Linked DNA regions of Anser cygnoides: region 2 is linked to region 1. A link is a contact called in public Hi-C data. All regions are on one chromosome and are shown on one strand. Each heading gives the region's core, a stretch centred on a gene start, on an enhancer-like site or on the middle of the called end of the contact. The rest is flanking DNA. Distances are from core to core; before and after follow the strand shown.

Region 1 (4,601 bases), core at 1,477-3,976:
CAGATGCTTGCAGCCATACAAGGATATCTAATCTGAATTGGCTTCAGTAGGAGTGGTGGGGCGTGGAGGGAATAGAGGCTGCTTATTAAAGGACAGCAGCAGCAAATACCAAGCATTTTTGTATACAACCTCTGGCCAGAGTCCAACTTGTAACATTCCCTAGACAACTGGTGTTGAGATGATGAGAAGCATCTAGAGGGGAATGGAGAGGCTGTAAAGCAGCCTTGTGAATAGTAAAGCCAATTAATACTCCTCTGTGCTAGCCCAAACTATCACTTAGACCTCTTCGTTACAGAAAATTAGCCAAGTAATTAAAGCGTTCTTTTAATTACAGGTCTCGGCTGTAAATATCTGTTTATAACTGGCAGAAGACTTGCTCAGTTGCATCTGGGAATAAGTCCCTTCTGTTCTTCGCAGCCGTTGTTGTGAGGAGGACAAAGGCCTCTTGTTGGGGCTCTCACTTGCGCAGTTACTTTCTCCTACAAACAACTTAAGTGCACGCATCCGTGGTTTGGTGCCTAAGTGGCCACTTGGTGTGAATCGAAGCAGTGCTGCCTGCAGAACTGAGCAGCAGGTCGGCTTCCTGGGTCTCGTGGAATCAGTCCCCAAGGGGAACTTGCCCAGGTGCCAAGGTGGTGGTGCCGTGTCTCCTCCTGCCGGGTGCTCAGCTCCTACAGGGCCTCCTGCCCCCAGGTTAGCTTCTCGTCCCAGGGCCTCCTGCTGATCAGGAGTGACAAAGACTGATCCTCCTGGGGCAAGGGAAAGGTCCGAGTCCCTGCATGGAAAAGTACTAGCTTGTTTGGTTCGTTTTCGGTATTTTAAATCACTGAGAGGTGATCTGTAATAGGGTAGATTAGACAAACTCAATCGGATCACCCCGGTGTGTTGCAGATGCTTGTCTTCACAAACCTTGTTCCTGTGCAGTAGGGACTGTGTGCATGGGCAACAAGACGAGGAACAGTCTTTCGCAATTTCAAAGCTTTCTTTGTACCTGTTTGTGTCCTTCTGTCCTATGTGAGTGCCAGAGCTACATCTCAGGTCCTGCATAGCCCCTGCTCTGCCGGGGAAATCAGTGACTCCCTGGGCTGGTGCTAGATGGGCGCCAGCCCTCACAGTGGGACGTCAGCAACTTTAAACTACTGCGAGTGTCCAGACAACAGAAGTCGCCACTGCAGGAAGAGGCGGTGGTGTAGCCTAGTGCTGCGCCTGTACAAGATGTGTAGCTGGCAGTAAGAGGAGCGACCGTTTCAGTGCTGTTTTCCTTTAGAACAGTGCTTCTGTTAGGATAGGTCTTCCACAGGCAGGCGTTTGACCTGCTGATACAACAGAAGTTGCCCCTATAGGTGAGCCGCGTGGGAAGAGCACACCGCTCTCCTGGAAGTCAGACCTCGCCTCCCATGCCTGGACGTTGCCTCTTTGCTTTGTGACCTGCGAGTCATCTCCCACTGTGCTGGTTTTGCATGTTTTCAGATGGTAATCTGCTCAGCAGAGGAAATGCCTCTTACTTCTATGCGAGATTTAGGTTAGAGTAGCTTGGGGAAAAAAAAGGTGCAGCTGGTTGAGAAGTCAGTTGGTAATTCTTGCTAACCAAATTGTAGCTGAGATGAATTTGCCTGAAGAATACTTTCCTTTATTGAAAATGACACTGTAGGTTCACATCCAGTGAATTTAAAATCATGTAGAAACTTTAAAGTGTTCTTGCTAGCTAAGGTTTTCCTACTTTACATGTGCTTGAAGCTTATTCAAAGCAGAAGCTTTGCTGGTGTGGGGACTAGTGCTTTAACTCCAGATAATGCAAAAATTTACCTGTGACCCTCAGACTTCGTTTGACCCATCTCTAACGTAGTTTGTACGAAGGGAGAGAGCTTTGTTAGTTAATGGAATAACCTCACACATCCAACTTGAGCCTAGTGCTAAAGATGGCTTGCTTGGCTGATTCCACCTGGTGTGCCTGGCATATTCCATAGATGGAGTTGAGATTTGATTTCAGTCTCCATTTTTTTTCTGCTAGTAATGGAATTGAAACCAAAAGAAGGGGTGAAATTATGACCTTACTGCAATCATCAGCAAAGTTGCCATTGACTGAAGTAAGGCTAGGATCTCAGCCAAGGGTTTTCAGTGTTTAATTTATGGTAACATATTAATTGAGTTGTATTAAAACAAGGTTTTGAAAAAGTTAATCTTTAGCTTCGTGATATCATTTCCATTCCATAAATATTGTACATTGTGTTACTAGAAGTTTACCTTTTTTGGGCAGGTTGGTAGAGGTAGAAGATCTTAATTTATTTTTTATAACTCGTGTTTGCCCTCCTGGGAAAGAATTAGAGCATGCAGATGTCCTTATTTCTATAAATGAAGAGGACTTTATCCTAAATCTTCTAATTCTTTTAGAGTATATGGCAGCAAAGCTATCTAGCTCTGTATCCTGCAGGAAATATTTGGCATACTTGTAAGCTCCAGGGAGAGGAGAACTAGGATGATAGCATCCATTAGTATTGCTTTTGAATGAGAACTTGCATAAAGACCTCTAAAAATCTCTACTAGATTTAAGGACTTTTAGCAAAAGGAATGTATTGCAAGCTTTTGACCTTCCCGTGCCACACGAAGCTGTGCTGGTGTGTATGCCAGAAAAGCCTCTTGATTAGTGAACTCCTCTAAAGCTGGGTGCTGCCCTTTAGGAGGCTAACATCTGGAGTGTATTTACTGTGCATTTTCTTTTCACTGGATGTGTCAGGGTAGGTTTTCATCTTTAAAATTTAATAAACTGTTTCTGTAACTTAACAGAAAAGATTATTTATCTAGTTTTAAAGTCACAGCTAGCAATGTGTTCCCAAGCTCTGATGACAATAAGAACAAATTGTATTGGTTTAAAATGTAAATGTATGTTTTGTTGTACTTATTTCCTTACTTCTGTTACTTGCTGGAGTAGTTTTAGCATTAAAAGTATTTTAATATACACTTAAAAACAGGCAATACTGCTTTTATTATCACTTGTAGTCATAAATTATGTTAATATGAGCATTACACTAAAGGGGAAACTAGAAGTAAAGACAAATTGGGAAGCAAGAATGGGCATTGGAGGTATATTTTCTGCTTATTGATCTTCACATTTGTCTGTTACAATTTTCTATGTAACAGACATAGGGGCCTGGTAGAAATGGGATTTTTCACTGAATTAAAAAAAAAAGTGTTTCCCCTTGTAGCGGTCCCAAAGTACACCCAGTTTGTGTAGCATATTGATGGTATCTTGGCAAAAAGGAAGCCCAGTTATTCATTAGCTAATTCTTGGAGTAGTTGTCTTTGTAACCAGCTCTTCAGGTTATACATTCCACGTTTATTTTCCATGCATCGAGCAAAGCTGGTGTAGCCAACACGTTTTGAGGGGCCTGCCTTCTGCTCCTGCAAGCTTTTCAATAGTCAAGTATTTGTGACTTCTGCATTTTTCTTCTTGTGTTCTGTTCCGATTATATCCGTTTTCTTGTGAGGAAAACCAGAACAAAAATGGTTTGACAGGACGAGGTGGGTGCTTCCGAGATGCCACCAGTAAAATCCGGTGCCCTGGGTAACCTCTGGTATGGCAGACCGCGGTGCGGTAACTGAGGCTGGGATCACATCCCATAACCTGTCTGCACAACCGTTCCGTTCAGTGCTCTCAGTTAGGTGTCTTCCACAAAACCTGCTCACTGTTCTGCCAGGTCAAACACATCAAACACCACCAGAAATTCATGCCTAAAGTAGGGGCTGCTAGGAACTAAGCACCTAAATAAGTGCAGGCGAGCTGCAAAACTGGCACACGGCGTGGTGGGGGAAGGCATTAGGAAGACTGCAAAAGAATGTGCTTAAATTCCCCCCAGCAAATTCACACTTCTGTTTCAGAATCGTAGCTGAGAGCTTTGGAAGCACATGCAGTGTATCCTTGCCACTTTTCTGGAGTAGTTGGTTTCTGAACGCTAACTTGAACAACCGTTGAACGACACAAGAACTTCCACTCTTCCAACGTAGCCCCACATAATGAAATGCTTTTTAGTTTCGTGTACTTAGCGCTGCCAGTGGTGGTGTCCATCTCGTGCGGAATGGGCTTCTTCAGCACGGCTGAAATGCTGTTGAATCATGGCGAAGTCGGGCCTGGCAGTCCCCTTGCGTGGATTTATTTAATGGACTGTATTTAACCAGGTCTAGGTTAAAAAGGCTTGTGCCGTCATTTGTGGTCACTGTGACAGATGTGGCCAGACCTCTGCCTGTACCATCGAGGCAGCTCCTTGCTCTGAGTTTGGGATGCCCCTTACGCAAATCTGGCACTAAATTCTGTCCAACAATCTGCTTTCAATCTGCCTCTGTCTTAATGTTCCACATCTGCTGTCCCTATCGATCTGTGTGCTGTGCCACTGCCCTAACTCACTTGGTGCTGAAGCTGCAGCCCCGTGGCTGTAAATGTATTTGGGGCTCGCTAAGAGCGAGGTGAGCAGTGCAGAGAGGCTGGATGTTTAAAATGTTTTACTGGGCTTTGGAACTGGCTTCTAGAGATGCTAAGCGTTTCCATCAGCCCAGTAATCCTCATAACCGGGTCCTGGAATATAAGATACACTAACTGTTTAATAATT
Region 2 (4,601 bases), core at 1,083-3,582, 270 kb before region 1:
GCCAGATGGGGCTGTGGCCTCTCCTCTGCTCTCAGAGCTCCTCAGTGGGTCCCAGGTGACCGCGACCGAGGCCCCGCTCAGGAGCTGCATCCCCGGTTTGTGTGGCCGGCCAGCACTTCCCACTTCTCTTTCAGTTCATGGACACCCACACATTTTCCAGGGACCCTGCAGGCACCTGGGGCTGCGGTACAGGGCAGCTTCCGCTGCAGCCACCCCACAGACTCCTTCAAGGTAATCCGTGACCCTGAGAAATTAATTCTGTTAAGCAATTAACGGCACCACATCTGAGCCCATGGGACCTGCTTAGTGCCCAGGACCTGAGCACAAACCACATCACCCCTGGTCAAAGCAAGCTAGCCCAATTATTGGCAATAAATACATTTATTCCAAATGTATACCCACTTTGCATCTCTTTATATTACACAGCTGCTCTGAAGGGCTGCCGGAATAAAGGAAAAATAAAGTCTGCGAGCCTTCATGCCTCCCTGCTCCTCTTAGCGGGGCCGGCTGAATCGCCGTTGCTATTATTGGAGTTGTGATTGTTGTTGTTATTATTATTGTTATGATTATATGCATTTCATTCTCTTTTGGGTTATGAATAATTTATGACTCTGTCTCCAGCCCCTTTCAATGGATTCACTATCCAGGGAGACTTGCTGAATAATTTGGATCATTCGTTTTCAAGTGCATGGGCTGCCGACAAATTGTTCGCTTTTCATTCCTGGGGATATTCATTGGTCACCCAAACCAGGGGATTTCTTTGGTCACCCCGAGCACGTGATGGGCCGTCTGGGGTTTTGTTGGGGTGGGTTTTTTTTTTTTTATTGATTGGGTGAAACTTGGTGAAGTGGAGAGTACCAAATAGCTCATCTGGGGGGCTGGATTTCTGGAGAAATCACTTTGCCGCCACATTTTTGTGAACATTTGGTGACTTCACAGAGGCTTGTGAAAAGTAAATGCTATGGAGTAGATTAAGCACTGTTTAATGTTTTAAAGGCATTTCTATTTGCTGTTTGATTTGATCAAAACTGTGATATGGAGGATTGTTAAGCTTTTGCTTCCTCGGTGTTAACTAGAGAAATATTGAGGTGTAAGACGTGGCTACCTCCTTGCCTAAAATCACAGGAACAAGCGGATTTTTGAAAGGCTTGCATTTGAGCATATTTTGGCATTAGCAATCCAGTAAGTGTCGAGCGCCCCTGTAAACCAGGCTCTGACTGCTGCGGCTGGTTTTGGGGCCCAGTGGCAGAGGCATGCCCAGGGTGCTGTGAGGACGAGCCCTGCTCCTCGCCCTGCTGCTGGGGCACGGGATGGAGACATCACCGCCAGTACCCACAGCTTGTCTGGGCTGTCCCCACCTGGACATCCTGCAGTTTTTACCTCCAGCACCCAGACCACCATGAAAATCATTAGGATACACCACGCTCAGCTGCAGAATGAACCGACAGCAAAGCTGGGTTGGTCCACTGATTTTATCCCCATCCCTCGAGCCCAAATGATGCTCCGTGCCCCCAAATGCCACAGCTTGATCCGAGCACAGGTTCACCTGGGAATTAGCAGCCTGTGGGGCACCGCCCCGGCTCAGCCTGCCACACGGTGTGACTGCGACCCCGCGGAGCATCCCACTGCCCGCCCCACGGCGGTGCAGGATAACCTCGTGGTGCCGGGGCCCCGAGCCGGGGGGGCTCATCAGCTCCCAGCCCCGCACCGCTCACTGCCTGCTTAGCCCCGATTTACGAGCAGCGTGTGAAGGACAGACACTGGGCCGCTGGGCTGAACAATGCGGGAATATTAGCCGAGTTACAAAAACAAACAAACCAAACCCCGCCGGGAGCCCGTTTCATTTATCTTCTTTTGTCCGGTTTTGCTTCAGCGTGAAAGTCGCCCTTTCAAGTCCAGCAGTTGTGTTCCAGCCCCGGCGGGTAGCTGATCCAAAGCGTTACACTGAGAGCTTCCCAATGGCATGTTTGCACAGTTCAATTCATTTCTAAATATTCAGTGGAGTTTCCCTCCCTCCTACCCTCCCAGGACTTTTTGCCCAAGAGCCGAGGGTGTAAAGTACAGGGCCGGGGATACTGGTGCACAGAGCCTTTGTGTGCAAACACAAGCTGCTGTTTGTATTTGCCTTCACACTGTCAGAGCTCAATTGTGTGCAGAGCAATGCTGGCTACCAGTCTGCTTTCAATATCCGCTCGGCCATCCCCGCTGCCAGAGAGACGCTCCCCCTCCCCGTCCGCTTTGAAGCAAAGTGATTTAATTTCATGAGACTTTCGGTAATCACGTTACGATCTCCAACATTAACCAGAACTGACTCCCTATTGCAAAAGGGCGGGCGAACGACCGAGTAAACAGCCTGGCTGGGGACAGCCTGCGAGGTGAGGGGAAGGCAGAACCCGCCCGGCTGCCCGCCTGGTCCCGCACCGCGGGTCGGATGCAGCCGCGAGCAGCAGCCCCTGGCCAGTGCTGCGAGGGAGAAGCCAGCTCTGGCATCCCAACGGTGCTCTGAGGGCGGCTCGGCTTATTCCTCCTGCACCACCATGGCTAGTTTTCAGAACCACCACACTTTCTCCCCTCTGTAACTCTCCCTGTCTTTTACCCTCTCCTTCCCCCTTCCAGTTACAGAAATCTCTGCCACACCCCAGGACTGGATTTGCTCCTGCGAGAGGCTCCCTCTGGGCAAGGAACACCGCGGTGCCCAGTGCCCGGCAGAGCCAGGGCTTCACTGGATGGAGACGGGGGCCTGGGGCAGGTCTAGAATGAACAAGAGGAGGCAGAGAGCCAGGGATGCTCCGGTCTCGCCTGCTGGTGGTGCCTCTCCCCCAGTCCTTCCCACCTCACTGCATGCATGGTGAGAAGAGCATCTCCTGACAGACCCCAGATCATCCACTGGTCCCCAAATGAAAGCATTTCTGGGGCTGCAAGAGCAAACCAAGGTGCTGCATGGGGCTGCTGAGCGATCCCTGGTGGGTGTAAAGAAAATCCCTTTTGTTCATCAAATGTCTTGTCCATGCTCTCTGCATCCACTACAGCTCAACTGCCGAAGACTGGACCCTCAATATCCAGATGGCTGACATTAAGGCACATTAATTTGCCCCGTGGAGCTGCCATGAAAATAAAGTCATACTCAGTTAAAATGAAGTGGGGATCTCGACGATTCACGCAGTGCTGCAGAACGCAGCCTGGTAGGGATCTGGCTGATGGATGGCTCAGAAATAGTAGGGGGAAGATGTCACGGGCTCCTCATCCATCTTTCCATCCCAATCCATGAATTTGGCATACAAAGGCAGGTGTAAAACCAGTGATAGGGTCAGAGTGGCTGAGCAGAGCCCCGCACACAGCCCGGGGAGAAGCTCTCCTCCTCTGCTGCTTTTCCCTCTCTGATTCCCACCTGGAAGCACTGTGAGAGGTAAGAGAGCGCTCTTCTCGCTCTGTCCGACACCATTATTGAACCCATCCCAACAGTTCCCCACAGCAGGTCAAAAAGGATGAATGTGCTGTAAAACAGACCTGCGGAGCCTGGCTGCTCGCAGCCTGCCTCGGTGCCCAGCTGCTCCTGCTCCTCACATCATTTGGGCCCTTTCCAGGTGAAACTGGGGGTGGTGGGGGTGGGCTGCTGGGTGTCCTTCGCCCTCTCCCCCAATGGGCAAGATGCAGCAGCTGTGACCCTCAAGCAGGGAAAATGTTTGTCTCCGAGACACCCCGAGGCTGCTTGCCCCAGGAATCCCGCTCGTGCTGACGTTCCCGTGTGCTGGCTGCACAACCTCCTGCTCGCTGCTCATTTTTGGCCCAGGACAGCAAAGATCTCCTGGGCTCATCCGTTGTGCATCACAACAGCTGCTGAGGAGCGGGGCTGGGGCTGCTCTGCCCTGTGCTGGGCTCTCCGGCTGTGCCACAACCCGGTGGCAATGACCAGCGGGCGAAGCAAAAGGTCCCTTCCAGCCCTTAGCCTACTACAAAATACTTTAGGATGACCCTGTGCTACAAGATGAGGGTAAAACTGTTTTTCTTTTGTTTGCCTTTTTTTTTTTTTTTTTAATCCCAGCCTATCCAGGTGGGAGATACAGATATAAATTTCAACCCTCTCATCATTTACGAGATGCTTTGAAAAAGTTTGAAACTAAAACTCCCAGCTGCATCCTCCTCACTTTCAGAGCTGTGTGTGGGACATGGGGCCGGGCTCCTTCCCTACCCTCTGCTTTCCTGCTCGCTGCGCTCCCAGCGATGCAGCTCCCGGGCAGAGGGAAGGTCACTTTGCACAGGAAAGGCACACTGTGCACAGCAGCAATTTTGTGCTAGCTTTGTGCCTTCAATGCAATGGGATTGCCTTTGCCAGTGGGGACCTCGGGTACTCAGCACCATCCCTGGGATGGAGAGGATGGAGCAGTCTCTCTGGCTGTAGCACCTCATTAATTTTTAAACTCTGGGAACCACTAACATAAATCCCCAAATCCAATTCCCAGCTGAACGGCATGCTTCTTCTATCCCCAACCCATGCCAACATGGCTGCCTGTGCTGTCCCACATTTCTTTAGTAGCTATCCCAAAAAAGCGACATTTTTCCTTCCCCTGCTCACCCCCTGCATTCTGACAGGCACAGCACAA

The links. A called contact is a pair of places that touch in the nucleus more often than the background predicts.
Region 2: a contact with region 1 is called in a Hi-C map of liver, with 1.8 times the contacts expected there. The contact joins two enhancer-like sites. A contact is called at or near these places in 2 of 7 Hi-C or Micro-C datasets (both in liver).

What each region holds. Positions count from the first base shown.
Region 1 is chr19:1,920,991-1,925,591 of Taihu_goose_T2T_genome, reverse strand. All of the region lies in intron 4 of MYH10 (myosin heavy chain 10), which reads left to right. Among named protein-coding and RNA genes, the nearest start is that of MYH10, 46 kb to the left of the region's middle. Within about 2 kb of position 2,726, at least 1 of the 3 cell types and tissues checked has open chromatin away from gene starts, as enhancers often do. A contact at or near this core is called in liver, where this site is marked.
Region 2 is chr19:2,188,497-2,193,097 of Taihu_goose_T2T_genome, reverse strand. All of the region lies in intron 1 of NTN1 (netrin 1), which reads right to left. Among named protein-coding and RNA genes, the nearest start is that of NTN1, 11 kb to the right of the region's middle. Within about 2 kb of position 2,332, at least 2 of the 3 cell types and tissues checked have open chromatin away from gene starts, as enhancers often do. A contact at or near this core is called in liver, where this site is marked.